Linked DNA regions of Anas platyrhynchos: all the other regions are linked to region 1. Evidence: chromatin contacts called from public Hi-C data. All regions are on one chromosome and are shown on one strand. The core of a region is the stretch at or near the end of the contact, and the rest is flanking DNA. Distances in the headings are between cores, read along the strand shown. Region 1 has its middle 17 kb from the start of EIF2S3. Region 2 holds the start of APOO (apolipoprotein O). Region 3 has its middle 29 kb from the start of ZFX.

Evidence for each region. A called contact is a pair of places that touch in the nucleus more often than the background predicts.
Region 2: a contact with region 1 is called in a Hi-C map of subcutaneous adipose tissue, with 2.4 times the contacts expected there. The contact joins the promoter of APOO here to the enhancer-like site in region 1. A contact is called at or near these places in 3 of 8 Hi-C or Micro-C datasets (F1 follicle, small yellow follicle and subcutaneous adipose tissue).
Region 3: a contact with region 1 is called in a Hi-C map of subcutaneous adipose tissue, with 1.8 times the contacts expected there. The contact joins two enhancer-like sites. A contact is called at or near these places in 2 of 8 Hi-C or Micro-C datasets (liver and subcutaneous adipose tissue).

What each region holds. Positions count from the first base shown.
Region 1 is chr1:116,540,922-116,543,572 of IASCAAS_PekinDuck_T2T, forward strand. No RefSeq gene overlaps it. Among named protein-coding and RNA genes, the nearest start is that of EIF2S3, 17 kb to the left of the region's middle. Within about 2 kb of position 1,335, at least 4 of the 8 cell types and tissues checked have an H3K27ac peak or open chromatin away from gene starts, as enhancers often do. A contact at or near this core is called in F1 follicle and subcutaneous adipose tissue, where this site is marked.
Region 2 is chr1:116,487,787-116,490,437 of IASCAAS_PekinDuck_T2T, forward strand. It overlaps APOO (apolipoprotein O), which reads right to left and starts at 1,345. Exons shown (of 9, transcript XM_027449056.3): 1 at 1,206-1,345. The coding sequence starts at 1,214.
Region 3 is chr1:116,590,181-116,592,831 of IASCAAS_PekinDuck_T2T, forward strand. No RefSeq gene overlaps it. Among named protein-coding and RNA genes, the nearest start is that of ZFX, 29 kb to the left of the region's middle. Within about 2 kb of position 1,346, at least 3 of the 8 cell types and tissues checked have an H3K27ac peak or open chromatin away from gene starts, as enhancers often do. A contact at or near this core is called in subcutaneous adipose tissue, where this site is marked.

The DNA of each region.
Region 1 (2,651 bases), core at 85-2,584:
TTAGTAACATGTTGGTATTTTCTCTAATGCTTTAGTATGTTTGTTGGTTAGGGTATTGCATACATGCAGCACTTGCTCAATGCAAAAAGGACAGTGAATGGATACGCAGGAAACTAATTCTGTGATGCAGCAAAGGGATAAAGAAAGATAAAAGCTTGTATTTGTGTGTGATGTTTATTGAGGTCCTTTCTTTGAAGAAACTTATAAAATGCTGAGGAACATATAAAGTCTTAAAAGGATGAGTAGGCTTAGATTCAACAAAAAATTAGGGTGATTTTTTTTTTTCTGCTTTTCGTACCTTAAAAAGAGGAGGTTTGGGGAAAGCTTGGTTTGTAATCATACATATGCGTGGGAAAGGAATTCGCAGGTGGCTCCATGCTGTTTCACATGTCCTTGAATTAGAGATCATGAGGAAACAAGCGGTAGAAACAAAAACTTGAGTAAGGTTGAGATAAAGTAACTTGGCGACAGTGTTGAAGATGAGCTTTGGGCAGTGGCCAATTGCTGGCTGGCTCCAGGTGCGTGTCTGAGGGTCTCTAACCAGTTGTATGACCGATTCGGGCGCGTGGACAGCGTGTGGAGCTATGGGGAAAGTATGTGTAGTAGTGAAAAAGGGCAATAAAGGCCTTCTGCTCAGGAGCCATCAGGAGTCTGTGTCTTGCATCCCTTCAATGGTGACCCCGAGGTGGGAGGAGCAGCGCTGCAGGAGTGTCTGAAGGGAACCCAGCCGAAGGAGTCAAGCTGGCAGCTGGACTGCAGCTTCAGCCCCGGGACATGGCCTGAGGGACAGGTGAGCGGCTGGGCGTTAATCATGGGAGCTGGCCTTTCTAGCCTTTCGCCAGAGGAAGAGGCTATCGTGAAACTACTAACGCAACTCCTAAAAGAGAGGGGAGTAAAAAATGAGCCATTTAAGATAAAGCTACTATTGAATTTTTTGCGAAAACAAGGGTTCCCCTCAATGGCTTCCACGGTATTTGATGTAAAAACTTGGGACCAAGCGGGGAAAATACTATGGGAAGCAGCGTCCAGGGGGGATACTGATGCTGCTGAGGTGATTACTACGTGGTGGCTGGTGACTGAGACTTTAAGATTGTGGCAGGCAGAAAAGACAGTACGGAGCACTGCTGCCCAGGCCGTAACAGCAGCCAAACCGAGATCAGAGCCTGCAAGGTCACCAGGGAGGTGCAAGCTGATAGACCTGGGGGATGACAAGGAGGGGGGCCGCAGACCGCTGCTGAACCCCTCGGCTCCTGCCTTGCCTACCCCCGGTAATGCCTTCCAGTGGGACCTAATTAAAGAATTAAGGAAGGCTGTGAGCACGCATGGACTACGCGCACCATTCACTCAGTCGTTGTTGGAGTATGTTATGGCTGGCCAGCTGCTGGTGCCGTACGACTGCCGTCAGATAGCCGCGCTGATTTTAACGCCGAAACACAAATTGCTCTGGGAGCAAACATGGGAAGCAGGGTGCAGGTTAGCCGCCCTGGGCAACATGCAGCGGCCGCCCGGTGACCCCCTCCGCGGGGCCGGGGTCCCACAGCTGATGGGGACGGGGCCGTTCCTGGACCCGAGGCTGCAGGCTCGGCTCAACGCCGCCATCCTGCGGCAGGCCGCCTCCCTGGCCCTGCAGGCCATGCTGAAGTTGCCTGGAGCTGGAGAAGCCGAGCCACCGTTCACCAGCGTCAGGCAACGCCTTACCGAGCCCTACATGCGGTTCATTGGCAGACTGCGGGGCGCTTTGGACAGACAAATTGACAACCGCGAGGCGAAGGAGGTCCTTACGCTAAAACTGGCAGTGGAAAACGCAAACGCAGACTGTAAGAAAATACTCCGAGCCCTGCCTGCTAACACTACGTTGGTGCAAATGATAAAGGCTTGCAGTCCAGCTGGGTCCATCGACCATCACGCTGCCGCTTTGGCTGCAGCTTTTGCTGCCGCGCTTAAAAGCGGGGGTAAGCGGTGCTTCCACTGCCGAGCCACGGGGCATTGTGCCACCCAATGCCCACAGCGAGGAGCCGGGGGGGAACGTGGTAACCCTGCTCCTCCCACCATCTGCCCACGGTGTGGCAAGGGGTGGCACTGGGCTAGGCAGTGCCGCTGGAAGCATAACGCAGAGGGTCAGCCTGCACAGCCGCGGCGGGGACACGGCAAGCGGAGCGCGGGACAGGGCCGCACGATGACACCAGTGGCCGGGCTGTCCTCGCAGAAGTCACTGGGGCAGGCGGTGATGACTACTGGGCCGCAACCACAGCCGCCCCCTGCTCCTGCGTCACCGTGGGTTCCCTCACAGCCCAAACCCAAGAAAGCGCCGCATGGGATGGCTCTGCAGTAATGAGCTGCACCCTTTGGGACATTCAGATCTGTGAAATACCTCTGAACGTAAAGGGATCAATAGGGAAGAGATGCAGCACCCTCTTGCTAGGGCGGTCTAGCACCACGCTAATGGGTCTTTTTGTGCTGCCTGGAGTAATCAATGCTGATTATGAAGGAATAACACGAGCAATGGCATGGACTCCCTCTCCTCCAGGGCTCATACCTAAGCGGACTAGAATTGCACAGTTCATGCTATCTGAAGCCATAGTTCCACAAGCAGAGACACACGACCAACACAACGTGGGGTTTGGATTGACGGGACCCCCATCAGTTTTTTG
Region 2 (2,651 bases), core at 95-2,594, 53 kb before region 1:
TTCAAGCAAGTCTAATAAACTCCAAATAGCTTTGTCAGAACTGCTATTCCATCAGTGGCATATACCACACTCCAAAGAGTTTAGCAGCAGGGAAGCCTTTTGGAATAAGCCTTGAAAAATATAATTTCAGAGAGCCACTCAAAAATACAAGTATATAAAATATAATTCCTGAATATGGCAGAAGCCTGTTATGTGAATACACATGAACAGTTTTTACATCATCTTCTTCAGGGTAATGCTACCACACGTGTTTCCTGTATTAAAAACAACACCAGCAACATCTCCAAAATAAAATTTTAATTAAAGTGTAATTCATTGTTGAAAACCTCTGCTTAGGACAAACAAATCCAGTCTACTGTGTTAAACAGCAGGTGTGGGGATTTCTGCTATTTAACACCTTTTACATTGTTTGGAAGTTATCTAAATGTCACCAGAAGTAGCAAGTTCAAATACTTTTAAGTAACTGTGCTTTTTATGTTAATATGCATGCAAACAGCGGAGTGTAAGAATGGAACCAACTTGGCTTCCCAAAGCAACTACTCAAATAGAAACTTCCACTCTCCACATTGATCAAAATATGGAAGTGCAGATAGTTGTCAAAGGTTTCAAGTTTACATTTTAAACAAGAAAATGAAAGTAGCCCATAGAAGTGCAAGATTAACGACTCCTTAAGTGCATGGTTCTCGCTATACTGCAGTGGTCCTCTAGATCAGCCACGCTTACAGGACAGGCAGGACCAGCAGCGCAGCGGTGTACATACACACGGGCACAGCATAACCTTCAGGATCTCGCCCCTTAATTCCATGTTACCCAGGTATTGCCAAGCCGCGGGGCTCAGCAAAACATCCTGGTGTCACTGCGCCTCCTGCTCGCCGTGCAGCTGCTCGGCAGGCTAAAACCCCAAACCACCACGCTTCTGCCTAGGCGGTGCCGCGGGTTCACGCTAACTGAAGAGAAACAGAGCGGGTTCCTCACAGCTTTTGTCTCGTTTTGCTTTTCGAAGTGGAGAATCCACCTTTACGCGTGGGCACGGGATGGCTCCTGAGGGAATCACCCCCGAACCCTGCACGTTCCACCTGCCTCACTGCCTTTCTCCCCGATTCCTCCCTCCCCGGACCGCCAACGGTCGCCAACGGTCGCCAACGGCCGCCAACGGCCGCCAACGGTCACCCGGGACCGTTCCCGGCCGCTCGCGGCCGCCTCACCTTGAGCATGGTGTCGCCGCGCTGTGACGTCACCAGCCCGCGCGCCGCTGAGCGGCGGGCCGGGGGGAGCCCCGCCGTGACGTCACGCGCCGCGCGTGGCCCCGCCCGCAGCGCCGGGACCCGGCCCCCAAGATGGCGGCGGCCGGGCGGGGCGGGGGGGGGAGTCAGAGCCTCCGACCTGAGCGCAGCCTGTGCTGAGGGCTGTGGGTGCAGCGCAGGCTCCAGCAGAGGGTGTTAAGAGCCCCGTTTTTCTGCTCTGAAACGTGCTCTATCGTCTGGTCCTTTTTTTTTTCTGGGACTGGAAGGGAAGGTTGCACTCCTGATTTAGACACCCAGAAAAGACAGCCAGAAAATAACGTTGATCCTCTCCCCATGAGTTTTGTCAAGTCCAAACACTACAGCAATTTAAAATAGTTAATACTGCTTTTAGAATACAAAAGCTAGTGTCCTATTAGTTCTGGGAAAAACGCGTCAAAAAAGATCTTCTACCTAAAAGGTTAAAGCACACAAACAACGTGGTAGTAAATAGCTCATCAGGAAATTCAGGAAATTCATTGTGGAAAGGCAGATGAAGTACTCTAATAATCTTACGTTTTCTTTGTGATCATAGTTCTTATGGTTCCACCTTAAAGAAAATTCCTCCGTTTGTTTATCGTAGTCTCTTTGTAGACTTGATGAAACCAGGAATTATTTTCCAGACTAATGGAGAAGTTTAACCATCATATTATTATACTAGGCAATGCTTCTCAATGAGCCGCTTACAAAAATAGTAGATGATCCTTCGTATTTGTTAGATTGGCAGATTGAACTACTGTCAGAAGCAATCTGAAGTAAAGTAAAAAGACTGTAGTTTGTGCCTGCCATTTCTTTTTAAAGCTGTATTGCATTTTTCTGCTATATTTGACAGGCAGCAGCTGATGCTTGCAAGTTAAATGGGATATCCAAAATATTTCAAACAAATGGTGCAAGATGAGCTTTGGTACCAAAACATACATTAACAGATGAAACACATTGCTACAGTGAAAGATTACATTCATGAAGGAAATGTTTTCAGATATTTTATTAGAGGTTTGTTTACAAGCATTCTCTCTTTAGCAAGGAAGAGTTGTATCTAAAATGTACACATACAAGTGACCTTCGGTTAAAGAATGGGCCTCTTTCACCAGTGAATCGTAGTTTGTGCAGTCAGTTAAATCTGCAGAAAATAAGTGGTCAGGATGTAGCAAACATTTGTGGAAAAATGTTTCTTCAGCGCTTTATGGCAGCTTTGTGAGTATGGAGAGTGACAGGGTAGTTTGCAAAGCAGGCACATTTCTTGATGTGTTTTATTCATCAATGGTGTATGTGTTACGAATACACATTTTTGCGATCTGTTTATATGCAGTAACTACACAGCAATTGATAATGCAGATATAAATATTTGAAGAATAGATAATTTTATAAAAT
Region 3 (2,651 bases), core at 96-2,595, 49 kb after region 1:
ATAAAGGAAAAAGGGCAGTGCTGAGAGTGCAGTGTCCACCCTGTACTCAGTTTAATGGGTTTTGTACGTTTCAGTCTGGATGCCCATCAGTGTCACCCCTAGTCTTTGCCTTCCAGGTTTGCTTTTCCATGGCAGGCCTCAGCTCTGGTGCTGCAAAAGCAGCTGCAGGTACCAGGCAAAGTGCTGGACTCGCTGCAAAAGCCCTTGCCCAGCCTGCAGAGCCAGGGACATCTCTCCTGCCCCTGAAACCTCACAAAGAGGGGAATCCAGAGCCGCATGCTGTGCAGTGTGCCAGCAATCCCTAGGCACACACATGGGGCTTTTCTTCTCCCATCGCAGGCTTAAGTAAATTCTTGTATCCAAATCCTCATCAGACCCGACCGTACTTAGCTCGTTAGCACTAAGAGGCTTGTGAGCCCTTAATTGGTGATCCCTTTAGAGGGACCAGCAGTGGTAAATGCTTAGTGATCCTGGGAGAGAGGATGTTCCTTGTAGGAAGAGAGCTGATGTCCTGCAGCCTTATGTGGTGTGACTGCTTGCAGCCCGGCCCCGAGTGAGCTGTCTCTGGGAAACATGGCTTGGAAGAGCTGAATGTGTGGCAGAGCTGTGGCCTCGTGGTAAAGGAGGCTGTGCCACTGCGGTGGGGTCTGCCCAGAGGGGACCCCCTGCTGCAGGAGCCCCGCTGGCTTTGGAAAGCAGCTCTGATGGGAGGCTGAACAGCTTTGTGTTTTTTTTTTTGGGGGGTCCTGCAGTTTCCTGGAGCCTCAGGAGTCCTGTTCCCTGTTAGTGCTGCTTGGGTCAGGGGACAGGCAGAAGTCACTAGGGGCAGTTTTCTTCTGATTTTTCAGTTTGCCTGGCCCTGGCCCAAGCCGAGCTAAGCCCTGGTGGCTGACCAGACGATGACACAACTGAGCTTTCTGAGGAGTGCTCAACTCTTCCTCCCTTCCCACCAGTGCGTGAAGTTTCTGGCTGCAGGGATGAGGTCTGAACACCAAGCCAACCAACCAGACCCCCTCTCCTCACCCCAATACTTTGCAATCTCTGGGGAAAGGTGTTGAGGAGTGACCCCAAACAAGCTGAGGGTGCAGCGCTCCCAGCAGACGTGCACCCAGAAGCTGGTGCTGCTCCCGCTGTGGGAAGCGCCTCCTCACCCAGCCCTGCCCGAGGCGCTGCCCCCAGATCACACCCAGGGGCTGCTCTCAGGGCAAAAACCAAATACAACACCTTTATTGAAAGAGAGGAATCGCTTGAAGAAATCATCGCCCAGGCTGGGCTCGGGCCCCGTCCCCCCAGCGGCGGCAGGGCTGTGGCACCCAGGGACACGGCCACGGCTGCAGCGGCGCTGGGGGGCCCCCTGCCCGCAGAGCTGGCAGGAGCAGCTCCTGCTCCTCCTGCTGCTGCTGCCGGAGCCCTTCCCTGCCTCCAGCACGGTGCCAGCCCACCCCGGGCACTTCTGCCTCTGGCCCAGGTCCCTGTCCCCCAGCGTCCCCCCCCCGGCCCGGGGAGGCCCCATCGCTAGGTGGCAATGCCGGGCAGGCATCTCCTCACACGGCGCCCCCGGCCGGCAGGAAGGGAGGGAGGTGGCAGCTCGGCCTCAAGGTTGCACCAGGGGAGGTTCAGGTTGGCAATGAGGAGCCATTTCTGCTCAGGAAGGGCAGCCAGGCGCTGGGACGGGTTGCCCAGGGAGGTGGTGGAGTCACCGTCCCTGGGGGTGCTCAAGGAGAGGCTGGGTGTGGTGCTGGGGGACAGGGCTCAGTGGGTGACACTGGCAGTACGGTGATGGCTGGACCAGGTGATCTTGGGGGTCTTTTCCCACCTTAATGAGTCCATGATCCTACCATCACCGATTCACTATCGAGGGATGTTGGTTCATGCAAAGCGCGGGTGAGATTATGCGTAGTCTCCATCATGCAGACAAATGCGTTCATCACAGCTAATGTTGTTACAGCGAGTGCTAAAGGAATTAATGATTCGCCTCTTAATTTCCTCTTCTCCTACTCTTTTCAGCTTTCTTTTGCTTTAATAAACTGGTCTGGAGCCAACTGCAACATCAGGTCGGTAATGACTCCAAGCACCGGTTATGCTGCTATCGTGGCAATTTAAATTGTCACTTTCTATTAAAAGGTCTAACTCCAAGTGGTTTTAGCTGAAAGCATCGGCACTGACAGTGCAATTAAATAAAGAAACTCTTTTCTTGGGATGTCAGTGCACACACATTTTAAATAAGGGTTCAGAAACATCTTGCTAATTTTAACTACAGTATAGCTTTCTAGTGAAGAATAATACCTGATTCAGGGATTTTTTTCCATGCCGTGTGACAGTTTCCATTGTTGTGTTAAGAGACTTAAAGGAATGATCAGCCAAAGGAGTCCATCCATCTTTGAAAACCTCTTATCTCCACCATAAAAATGGGCAGTGTTGCATAAGCAGAAGCCATAATTTCTCAGCATGTACCCATGAAAAGACATTCATCCTGTTCCTGAAGGACTCTGATTTGCCTGCCTCAAGACAGCTTGTAAGAACTGTTCACTTTATTGCGTGTTCATACAGATCTTTGTCTACACCTATACAGGCTACTGTTCAGAAATGTGCTATGCATGGTTCACTTCATGTGTCTCACATTCTGTTTATCTACATATTTTAAGTCCTTT